3 separate regions of the Mus musculus genome follow, and all the other regions are linked to region 3. A link is a contact called in public HiChIP or PLAC-seq data. All regions are on one chromosome and are shown on one strand. The core of a region is the stretch at or near the end of the contact, and the rest is flanking DNA. Distances in the headings are between cores, read along the strand shown. Region 1 has its middle 8.7 kb from the start of Gm33336. Region 2 has its middle 41 kb from the start of Mrpl42. Region 3 overlaps Gm33377 (a long non-coding RNA gene).

Evidence for each region. HiChIP or PLAC-seq counts read pairs in DNA pulled down with a chosen protein or histone mark.
Region 1: an H3K27ac HiChIP or PLAC-seq map of embryonic stem cells shows a contact between it and region 3, with 7 read pairs. The contact joins two enhancer-like sites. A contact is called at or near these places in 1 of 39 promoter capture datasets (the 3T3-L1 cell line), 2 of 15 datasets of contacts at CTCF or cohesin (both in the NIH/3T3 cell line), 7 of 484 Hi-C or Micro-C datasets (Sertoli cells, bone marrow-derived macrophages, cerebral cortex and 3 more), 10 of 115 datasets of contacts at active chromatin or transcription factors (bone marrow-derived macrophages, craniofacial prominence, embryonic stem cells and 2 more) and 1 of 9 other capture datasets (embryonic stem cells).
Region 2: an H3K27ac HiChIP or PLAC-seq map of embryonic stem cells shows a contact between it and region 3, with 10 read pairs. The contact joins two enhancer-like sites. A contact is called at or near these places in 6 of 115 datasets of contacts at active chromatin or transcription factors (embryonic stem cells and pancreatic cancer cells).

What each region holds. Positions count from the first base shown.
Region 1 is chr10:95,621,630-95,625,383 of GRCm38.p6, forward strand. No RefSeq gene overlaps it. Among named protein-coding and RNA genes, the nearest start is that of Gm33336, 8.7 kb to the right of the region's middle. Within about 2 kb of position 2,067, at least 79 of the 459 cell types and tissues checked have an H3K27ac peak or open chromatin away from gene starts, as enhancers often do. A contact at or near this core is called in embryonic stem cells and pancreatic cancer cells, where this site is marked.
Region 2 is chr10:95,459,339-95,463,208 of GRCm38.p6, forward strand. No RefSeq gene overlaps it. Among named protein-coding and RNA genes, the nearest start is that of Mrpl42, 41 kb to the right of the region's middle. Within about 2 kb of position 2,048, at least 7 of the 459 cell types and tissues checked have an H3K27ac peak or open chromatin away from gene starts, as enhancers often do. A contact at or near this core is called in embryonic stem cells, where this site is marked.
Region 3 is chr10:95,881,628-95,885,503 of GRCm38.p6, forward strand. All of the region lies in intron 3 of Gm33377 (a long non-coding RNA gene), which reads left to right. Among named protein-coding and RNA genes, the nearest start is that of Gm24433, 15 kb to the right of the region's middle. Within about 2 kb of position 2,299, at least 35 of the 459 cell types and tissues checked have an H3K27ac peak or open chromatin away from gene starts, as enhancers often do. A contact at or near this core is called in embryonic stem cells and pancreatic cancer cells, where this site is marked.

The DNA of each region.
Region 1 (3,754 bases), core at 817-3,316, 260 kb before region 3:
AGGGTCCTTTCAGCAAAATCTTGCTGGCGTATGCAATGGTGTCTGCGTTTGGAGGCTGATTATGGGATGGATCCCTGGGTGCAGCAGTTTCTAGATGGTCCATCCTCTTGTCTCAGCTCCAAACTTTGTCTCTGTAACTCCTTCCATGGGAGTTTTGTTCCCAATTCTAAGAAGGGGGGAAGTGTCCACACTTTGGTTTTCATCTGGACTCTCCTTTTAACAAAGCATATGTGAGAAAATGTTTCCATAGACAAACTTGGGAGAGCTGGGTGTTAAGTATATATATAATATCCTACAAAGGCTCATTGACCACACAACCGAGCACTTCTGGGGCCCTTTCCTAGCTCATTAGCTCATTCCGATTCTTGGGAGCACTCTGTCTATGTTTCTGTTTCTGATTGAGAGTCCAGGTGTTGCCTTATGCCTGGAATACGAGACCCTGAAACCGAGTGTCTTTCTGACGCTTATCCACAGAGAGGCACTCCTATGCACATGTCAACACTCTGGGCTTTCTCACTATTTCTCTGACTTCTATCTTATTTAAAAGACAAGACTCTTGCCGGGCGTGGTGGTGCACGCCTTTAATCCCAGCACTCGGGAGGCAGAGGCAGGCGGATTTCTGAGTCCGAGGCTAGCCTGGTCTACAAAGTGAGTTCCAGGACAGCCAGGGCTATACAGAGAAACTCTGTCTCGAAAAAAAAAAAAGACAAGACTCTTTCTCTATTTCCCTCCCTGCAACTGCTGGGATTTATAAGAACTTGCCTGTTCTATTGTTTTTCTCTCAAATGTTAATGAAATTGTCCTCAGGCTTCCTTCTGAGTCCATTTTAAACTTATTTTATTAATAGGACTAAGAACTAGGGCCAGGTGTGGTGGTACAGGAAGCAGAGGCAGGTGGATCTCTGTGCCTCTCTGGTCTACAAAGCAAGTTCAAAAACAGTCAGGTTTTGAGGAATTCTGTTTTGAAAACACACACACACACACACACACACACACACACCCCACTGGGACTAAGAACTCAAATGGGTGAACCTCAAATTTTTTTTTTTTGGTAACAATTACGTGTTGGAAAAAAAAACCAACTTGAATTTATTTATTTAAAAGATATGTCAGCCGAGCGTGGTGGCTCATGCCTTTATTCCCAGCACTCAAGAGGCAGAGGCCAACGGATTTCTGAGTTCGAGGCCAGACTGGTCTACAAAGTGAGTTCCAGGACAGCCAGGGCTATACAGAGAAACCCTGTCTCGAAAAAGCAAAAAAAAAAAAAAAAAAAAAAAAAAAAAAAAAAAATTAAAAAATTAAAAAAAAAAATTCAGATTAATGTCTTCTGTTTCCTTTTTCTTTTCCAGTGTGACTATTTAGAAAAATCCCCAGTTACACAGGAGGCTCCCATTTTATTCCTATTGGGCAACACCCAGTCTACCAAGTTAAAGGCTTGTTTACTGCAGTTGCTAAGATATTCTCCCTTTCTCTATCTCTCTCTTTCTTGAGAACACTAGCTCCCTCCCCCCACCTGTGTGTGTATATGTGTGTGTGTGTGTGTGTGTGTGTGTGTGTGTGTGTGTGTGTGCCTCTCAATAAAACCAGGTTCCCTTGGAGACACTTCGTACTGATTTGGGAGCCAGCTTCCTTGAGGCTTTTGGGGTGCACATTGCTGCCCTGTACCACTCTGTGCCATAACTGACTCCCCACCCCAGAGGCTCAGGGAAAAACACGTGCCTGTTTTGGCAAAGGAGGCACTGCTGCCAAGGACACTGGCCCAAAGTATTGAGGAGGACTTTGACCCCCACTGTCACTGGAATGTGAGCCTGACTTTGATTTAACCCCTTATCCTCCAGTATCCTGCCTTGTGGCCCAGACTCCAAATTAGAGCTCAAACCTCTTGTCTGAGTCTACCATGTGGCTGCAACAGTAGGTGGGTTCCTCCATGCCTGGCTCAGGTGTAACCTTTTTTTTTTTTTTTTTTTTCTCCCCCAGAAAAACTAGGAGGAGGGTAGGAAAAACGAAAAAACAAAGTCTCAAATCCAGCTTGGTAGTCAGTCTGTCGTGTAAAGGGAAACAGAAATCCTGGACTGATGTTGCAACCATCCACCCATAGTAGATTCCAACCAGCTAAGCTAGCTTTGGACACATCGCTATGCTAAAGCTTCAGGTTTTGTTGTTGTTGTTGTTGTTGTTGTTGTTGTTTTCTTCTTCTGTGTCAGCTGCCTGTAAGATGAACTCTATAATGATTTCTTCAGAGAACTGTTGAAGTATCAGCTAAGCACGCAATAGAGTACTGTGGACCACAGCCTTGTTGGTTGGGGGCGGTGGGGGAGTGATACTTTATAGCCAGATCCTAGGGTTACGCTGTTTTATTTGGCCAGAGAAGTGTTGTATAAATGAATGGGAATCCTTTTTGGTGGGCACACCCCAATGTGTGGGGCTTTGCTTCGTACTTGTGTCTTGGTTGACTGCTGAAGACAGACATGTCCTATACCTTGTACAGTGGTTGTGCTAGGTAACCGGGTAACAGAGCCACATGACTGAGGGCAGCCTGAGTACCAGGCACTTTCTGGACCATCGACATAGTTCCTGTCTTTGACAGCTCTCTGACAAGCACACAATAGAACAATGGAATCCAGAAGGACAGCAGCTCTTAGCTACTGAATGCATCAACATTCAGGTTGTGAGGAACGCAAGCTACTAACTGCCTCAGGGGAAGATTTGTTTGAGAGAAGAAATGCTTTTGAGCCAAGATCTGCCCTTAAGATTAGCTCCTGGTTCCGAACTACTTCATACTCTCCCAACAGATGAAAGACTCTCCAAAGAAATTGAAAATCTGATTCACCAAATCTATTTCTTTTGCAGGGCCCTGTTTCACCTCTATCTGCTTGAATTAGGTTGTTTGTTTGTTTGTTTTTTTTAATTAATTAATTGATTGGTTTTGGCCTTTTTGAGAGCTGACCTAGAACCCATTATGTAGCCCAGGTTGGTCTGAAATTCTCTAGACTCCCCAGCCTTAGCCTCCTGAATGGATGCTGGGATTATAGACCAGGGTTCAAATGAATTTGTAAGAGAATCATTTTCTTTTTTTAACCAATGTTCATTTATTATTAAAGTTGTAATAAAATATTTATCAATGCATATAAAATGCAGAAATAACTGATATTTTTTCCAAGAAAGATAACTGATAAAATATTTAATTACAAGATGAAACAGAAATATGCCCAATGACTTTTGTTTTGTTTTGTTTTTAAGTCTGTCTCTTTCTATATGTGTGTGTTGTTTGTTTTAAAGGCAGGGTCTCAATTAGCCCAGGCTGGCCTTCAATTCCCGATCGTCCTATCTCTACCTCCAGAGAGCTAGGATGTCAGGCGTGCTCCATCATGCCTGGCTAGGGTTTTAAAGTCATCTTCTTGAATAGATACCATAATATTGAATATATTAACTAGGCATTATGATACACATCTGTAATCTCAGCACTTGGGAGGATCAGACATTCAAGGTTGGCCCATGTCTTTAATTCCAATTCTTGGGAGGCAGAGGCTGGCAGATCTCTATGAGCTGCAGGCCAGCCTGGTCTACAGACTGAGTTGTTCCAGGTCAGTCAGAGCTTTACAGAGAAATGCTATCTCAATCCCTCTTACCTCCCCTGAAATCTCCCCCCCCCCCCCCAAACACACACACACACACAGAGAAGTTCAAGGTTGTTCTTGGCTACATAATAAATTCAAGGCCAGTCGCAGCTACATAAGAGGCTATCTTACTTCAGC
Region 2 (3,870 bases), core at 798-3,297, 420 kb before region 3:
TCACTGTTTCATGCCTGTGGGAAGGCACCACACCCTCGAGGGCTTGTGGAAGGGGTTCTCAGCAGAGCAAAACCACTTCCCTTACAGCAGGGAAATAAAAAGGAAGAAAGGAAGAAGAGAAGACACAAGGTTCTGTTGCCCTCTTCAGTAATGTTCTCTGTTGGGGCTGGAGAGATCGCTCAACAATTACAAAGATTTCCTGCTCTTCTAGAAGACCAGCAGTTAGCTCCAAGGACCTACATCTGTTGGCTGACAACCACCAGTCACTTCAGCTCCAGGGCATCTGACACCCTCTGCTGGCCTCCACAAACATATGACAAGGCCTCCACAGACTCACTCATATGACATACATTCAGACAGAAACGCACATCATTAAAAAGAAAAAAAAATTAAATGATCTATTACCAAATGGCCATCCCTGCAAAGATACATATACAAGTAACATACAGAGTAAATCAGTTATATTTGTATATTTAGGAACACACACAAAACACACACACACCCCAATCATAAAAAAAAAAAAAAAAAAAAAGGCCATGAGTTTGAAAGAGAGTAAGGAAGGGTATACATGATAGTTTGGAAAGAGAAAAGGGAGTGGGGGAAATAATATTATTATAACCTCTAAAAAATAAAAGAGATGACTTTTAAAGAAAAGAATGTGCTCCCAGTGACCTCCCAACAGTTCCCATCTCCTGAAATTTATATCACCTTCTAGAGCAGTGTTTTTCACCCTGTGGGTCTCAACTTCTTTGAGGTTTGAACAACCCTTTCACAGGGGTTGCCTAAAACCATAAGAAAACACATATATTTACATTACAGTTTGTTTGTAATAGTAGCAAGATTACGATTACAGAGTAGCAAGGAAAGTAATTTTATGGTGGGAGGTGGAGAATCAATGACAACATGAGGAACTGTATTGAAGGGTCGCAGCATTAGGAAGGTTGAGAACAGCTGTTCTACAACACAAGCTGAAGAATTCAATGCATGAGCCTGTGGAGGACCTTTCTGTTCTAAACTATAGAAGGTCTCAGAAACTAAGATAGGTTCTGCATGAGGACAAGAGACTCGGAACCATCTCTCTCGGTGTTTGCTGCTGTATGAGAAGCAGATCTGACACAAGCACAGATCTCAGCAGAAACCTCACCAAGGGCAGGGCACCAAGATCGCAGCTGTGGATGTGGATAGCATAGGGTCGCTGGTGGGCAGAACTGTCGGATGCTACAAGGCCGCCAGAAAGAGGGAAGGAAACTGGAGCTGAACTTCCAAGTTACTCACAATTCATGGCCTGGAGCTTCAGTCCCCGAAGTGCAGAGGTCACAGGCATAAGCCTCTATGCCCAACTACTTCTCGTAAGTCCTATAATGTGGTGACAAAGCATTCCATTTCCCTTTCAGAAAAAAAAGTTAGGGTTCACTCACAGACTACAACCACTGCATCCCTGTGTTTACAACTTGCCCCTTCTCTGCAGGTGTTACATGGCAGCTTGCAGCTCTCTTGGAGTTGGAGAGGTAGTTTGCCATAAAACTTTGCTCTGAGCTAGGGGTTGTGAGAGGAAGGGATAGGAGCCTACTGGAGGACTGCTAAATGATCACCATATTAATATAGATTCATAAAATTAGTGCAGTGGCAATTATTCCTTAGCCAGCTAATTCCCCCAAATCACCGCACAGAGAGAATAAGATTTATTAAAATTGCCTTCAGCCAAATATTGAGCAATTATTACTCCATTCTAAACCTCCAAGCTACTCAGAATTTCCCCCAGACAATATTCCCATCTTACTTGGGATATTTTTTTTAGTCATTTCTTTTTCCAGCTCACTTCTCCCAATGCTTCCTGGACCTCTCTTCTTGTCTCTTTCTCCACTCCTCCTGGAATCGGAAGTCCCACCTTATTCTCTCTAAAGCTCTGTATTGGCTCGTTGGCTTTTACTGACAAGGCAGAGAATGAATGAGGAGCTGCGTTTAGACAAACTTGAGAGAGGAGCGTCTAAGAATAAACATAACAAAGCCACATCTGGATTGAAACAGGAAAGTAGGGCAGAGAAATCAGCATTTGAATAACACCAGGATAACCTTTACACAGTGCACAAAACCATTATGCCTACAGAGGGCTGGCCAGAACCCCAAGCACATAACCCTTTGTTCTCTATATTCTTTCTTCCTTGCATCCCAGGCAGATACACAGGACCCAGTAGAGGAGTCCACAGCTCCAAGGAAAGAGGAAGCCACCTTCTGGATGGAGCCTGTGTCCCTGAATGACTGTGTGGATCACAGATGTGTTCCCCTCGCTGAACAGAGTTACACTGTAACATAACTAAGAAATTTGAAGGACCCTGTTAAGTGGTTCTCATTTGGACAGTTATCTCAACAGTTACCCTAACTAGCACATAAAGGATGGGGGGGGTGCAAAAAGGGTGGGGCACCTGTTACATATGCCAGATGTTGTGCCTGGCATTGGGCACACACCAATGAATTCTGCCCTGGGCATCCACTCATTTACATAGAAATGGATGGGGCCAGGGCCCACATGACAGTGAGCTACCTTAAAATGTTCCTTGTTTTCTTCTGCAAAGCCTTCCTAACAAACACTCTGAATAAAAATGTCTCTCATTCCTTGAGGATTGCTTTGGGAAATCTAAGACATGTTTTTCTTTTGGTTCTGCCAATGGAGTTACAGTTAGAAAAGAGGAGTTGGAATTTATTTGTTCTCCCAAAGTTTACTAGATCGCCAAAACCTAAGCACTGGTAAAACTTCCTTATATAGCAGGACCTTAAGGATTGGTACAAATTGAAAAACCACTGTTGCTTCCCAAGGCTGGGGCCATTAGTGAGGAGGGGAGGATAGGAAAGACTAATGGCTGTGGAGTTGTAGTTGAATGAAAGAAAGAAATCCTAGTGTTTTATTACACCATAGGGTGTCAGTAGGTAAGCACAATGTATTGTGTATATTCAAGACATAAGCAGAAAAGGAGTGTGTGTAGTGTTAAGGACTGAACCCAGTGCCTCAGACATACCAATCAAGCACTCTACCGTTAAGCCACACACCCTAACTCTCCTTTCAGTCTTTATCTCAATACTTGTGCTCATTGAGTCACCCAGAGAAGTCTAGAATTTTTTATTCTCCCTCAGTAATCTCCCAAGTTTGCACTGCAGGATCTGGCTCAAAAGAGAAGAATTGAGTTTTTTTCACCACAAAGAGATGGGTGTGAGGGAAGGTTACATGTGGTGATTTGGATATGCTTGGCCCACAGGAAGTGGCACTATTAAGATGTGTGGCTTTATTGGAGGAGGTGTACCCTTGTTAGAGGCAGTGTGGCACTGCAGTGGTAGGGATTTTAGGTTATATATATATATATATATATTTTTTTTTTTTTTTCAAGTCTGGCTGGTGTCAAAGAGACTCTCCTCCTGGCTGCCTTCAGATCAAGATGTAGAACTTTCAGCTTGTTTTCTAGCTCCATGTCTGCCTGCATGTCCCCGTGCTTCCTGCCATGATGATAATGGACTGAACCTCTGAAACTGTAAACCAGTCCCAATTAAATGTTTGCCTTTATAAGGAAAAAAAAGAGAGAGAGAGAGAAGAAAAACCACTGTTTTCATATACCTATTTTAAAATTTAACCAAAAAAAAAAATTCCTCAAATCTTTACTTTGATCATACATTTCCCTGTGTAGCTAATTAGTGGCATTGCAGACCTAAAATTCTATGAGCCTGCATAGAATTTTCAGATGATTCATGCAATGGTTAATTTGATTGGCTTTTGAGATACCAGAAAAGTGGTAAAGCCCAGCTTTGGATGTATCCCTAGGTGTTTTCAGAGTAGTCTGGAAGATGGCTCTGAACTGAGGAAGGAACCCCTGCCCTGACAAT
Region 3 (3,876 bases), core at 1,049-3,548:
TCAGTTGTGAGGGTCAAGACCCCACGCCCCCACCCACCCACCCCTGCATGCAGCATCCCCTGCCCTCAACTGCTTCTCCCTCTTGGTCCTGCCACAAAACAGAGGACAGTGGCTGATTATGACCTCCAGGTGCAAATACCTTGACTGCCACAAAGATAGTCTGTTCCCTGTCTCTCTCAGTTCCTCTCTCTTCCATTCCTGAGTTCTGAGAGCTCAGGATTCCTTCGGGTGGAACCATCTGGGTCCTATATCGTTCCAACCATTCCCCAGACAACACTGCAGTGATGTTACCGCGCTCGTTGACATGGGAGTCAGGTTCACTTTCCTGCAAGACTCCTTCCTTTGCAGCCCTGACATGCACATTTAATTTGTTGCCCCATTTAACACAATCCTCTGCTTTAACCCCAAAATACACAAAAGAGCACATTTCCTGCAGGGGACGGGGAACCAGTCAGCTAAACTGCTTTTGCTTTCCTAACCCCAAGGCGGTATGTCCATTGTTAGCTTCCGTTCGATTGTTTACGGAGGGGCTGAGGGTGTAAGAGGCTGAGAATATGTCTGTCCTAGTTCTGGGCTCTCCGTAGCTAGAATCCCTGTGATTTGCTTTCCCACAACTGTGCTGTTTGGGGGCATGCTCACAGATCAGCAACTGTGCGCTTTTGCCTCCTCTGCATTCAAAGCTCAATATCCACTGCAAGCAATTTCCCCAGCGGAGGGGGGTGGGGGGTGGGGGAGAAGCAATGAGCAGCTGGGTGGACGTTTTAGAGGTGATTTCATTTACCTTTATTTTAGACACAACTCTTCTTGGGCTATTTAAAATAAATAAAAATGTACGCTGTTTGAGTGGATCTTAATCGGCAACAGTCTTCAAAGATATTTCAGCCGTCTGAATGAGGGATGTGTCCCTCGCCCCATGAGGCAACCCATGCAATGCCTGTCTGAGAACCCCCACTCACTTTCTCTATGTGGGAAAGACCCAACGTTAAGAGTTTGCCCATCCTTCCCGTATATGTCTCAGCGATTAAATACGGATCTAAGCTTGCGGGTAGGAGAGTGTAGATTTGTTTGGAACGCTATTTTTCTGACACCAGAGCTGGAACTCAGGGCAAATGTTCTTCTACTACTGTGCTGTATCTCCAGCCTGGTTTTGGGGTTTTTTGACATAAAATGTGCGCGTGTGCGCGTGTGCGTGTGTGTGTGTTGGCTTCTGAAAAGGTTTCTACACTCCTAAGAGACTTAGCTATGTGTAGTAGTGCTCACTTTTGATCCTAGTACTCAGGAGGCAGAGGCAGGTGGATGTCTGTGAGTTCGAGGGCAGTTTGGTCTTTAGAATGTGTTCCAGGACAGCCAGGGCTGGAGGAAGACCAAGTCTTAAAACAAACAAACAAAGACTCACTAGAAAAAGCAGCACTTTTAACTTGGGCATGATTCTTAGACCCCCCCCCCCCCCCCAGGACATGGTTACCGTGGTAAAGACAGCAGAGCAAAAGTTAGGAAAAGAGATAAGTTTTTGATAATAAGATTGAGCTATGGAATAAAAATGCCCACCTGAGTCCACCACAGCACAGATTTCTTGTTGTGTTAGATCATAAACTTATCTTCTTTTGAATAGTTTGGTGAATAAATTGGTGGGGTTTTTTTAAATCTCTTTTTTTCCCTTAAAGACTGATATTGGACTCTCCATAACCAGGTAAAGCCATTCTGGGTAATGGATCAATACCTCATACACAAGCATATGGATAAAAGAAAAAAAATTGGGACCTATTTTGTAATCAGTAAAACCACCCATGTCAAGACACACATTTTATTCTGGAAAATCAGTGAATTTCTTGCTAGGGAAAGTAGTAGACATCAAATGTGGGGCTTTAGCAAACAGCTGATCAAATATCAGCTGAGCTGTGATAGTTTTAGTCAAGACTCAGAATGGTTGAGGAAGATGTAATGATGAAGAAAGACAAGAAACTGGGCGAGGAGAGAACTGGTTGACAAGCACAGCCTCTGAAAGGTCCTGCGGCAAAACCTCAGAAAGAAATTCCAAGTTGTCATTTGTGACAACTTGGATGGACCTGGAGAGGGTTTTACTACATAAAGGAAGCAAGGCACACAAAGACAGAATATGCGGGAATTAGCACAATCTGCATATATGTGGTTAAGAGTTTAAGGAGAGACAACAGTTAAACATGCAGAATAAGGCTTGTTCTTTGTCTTTATGTGTTCTTTGCAGAGTAAGGTTTTGAGAACACTATTGCACCCATTGTAATGGTTTATCTTGGTTGTCAACGCAGTAGGATCTGGGATCAATTGAAAGTCACAATTCTGGGTGGGTGTGAGGCTATTTCCTGGAAGGATACAGTGAGAGAGGAGGCATGCACCACCCCGCCCCCACCCAGCGGGCAACACCTTCTGTGGCAGGACAGATAGAAAGGAGAAGGGGGAAAGGATATCGCTTTTGCTTGGTGGCCTCTCTCCTCACTGGGGCTTCTATCTACTCCATCAAAGCCCAGCTCATCCAGTCTTCCAACATGGACAGAATCCTCCAGGCTTTCATCACCACATAGAGGGTTGCTGGAACCTCAGCTTCTTTGACTCAACAGCTATCAGTTGTTAGCCTCTTGGATCTATGCATGGCTGTTGTCTTGCTACCCAGTTCCTACAGTGTAAGCTGATCTAGTAAATCTCTGTGGTATGCACTCATTCCATCCATTCCGTTCCTCTAGAGAGCTCTGACTAATACACCTATAATCCCAGCACTTGTGGAAACAGGAAGGCTGGAATTTCAAGGCCAGCCTCGGTTATGTACGCAGCAAGTTTGACAAGGTTGTGGCCAGCATGAGACCCTGTCTCAAAAATCAATTAGTAAGCAAGTGGATAAATAAACACATTGTTAGGTAAATGTAAAAGTCAGATATTTTTCACTAGAAAGAAAAAGTACATATTAGAGCTGAAAACCATGATAATTGACCAAATTATTCTACATCATATTCACAATCATTTGTATGTACTGTATAAAAACATAGAATTTATTATTAACATTATTATTATTACCACAATCTGCATACAGAGAGGTAACTGGTGACTACAAGAGGCCAAGAGTTGAACAGGAAGACAATGTATGCAGAATAAGGCTTGTTCTTTTTTTTTTTTTTTTTTTTTACATGTTCAATAAAGAGTAAGGCTGGGAGAACAGTGGTATGCCTATAATTGTTATAGGCCTATATATATTACCTATACTACATATATTATGTATATGTACTATATATACTATATATTATATATGTATACATTATGTATATGTACTATATTATTATGTACTATATATTATACGTATATATTATGTATATGTACTATATTATTATGTACTATATATTATATATATTATATACTATGTATATTATGTATATCTATTATATACTATGTATATTTACTCTCTATATACATACATACATACATACATATATTATAATATGATATTATGACAGATCCCAATAGGTAGTGGGCCACAAAATAAAGAGTATAAAGGAGCATAGTTTAATAACAATGTTAGAACACACCATAAATATGGACAGTGTGGCTAAAATCAGGTGCAAATCATGAAAGGGCAGGGTCAGTCAGTTGACAGAAGACCCACCATGTTACAGGCTTCTAATGTAGTGGTTCTCAACCTTCCTAACACTGTGACCCTTTTAATACAGTTCCTCATGCTGTGGTGGCCACAACTATAAAGTTATTTTCATTGCTGCTTCCTAACTGTAATTTTGTCACTGTTATGAACCATAATGTAAATATTTGTGTTTCCTGAGAGTCACAGTCAACCCCAAAGGGGTCATGACCCCGTAGGTTGAGAACTGCTGTTCTAATGTTAATGTCTAATGCCCA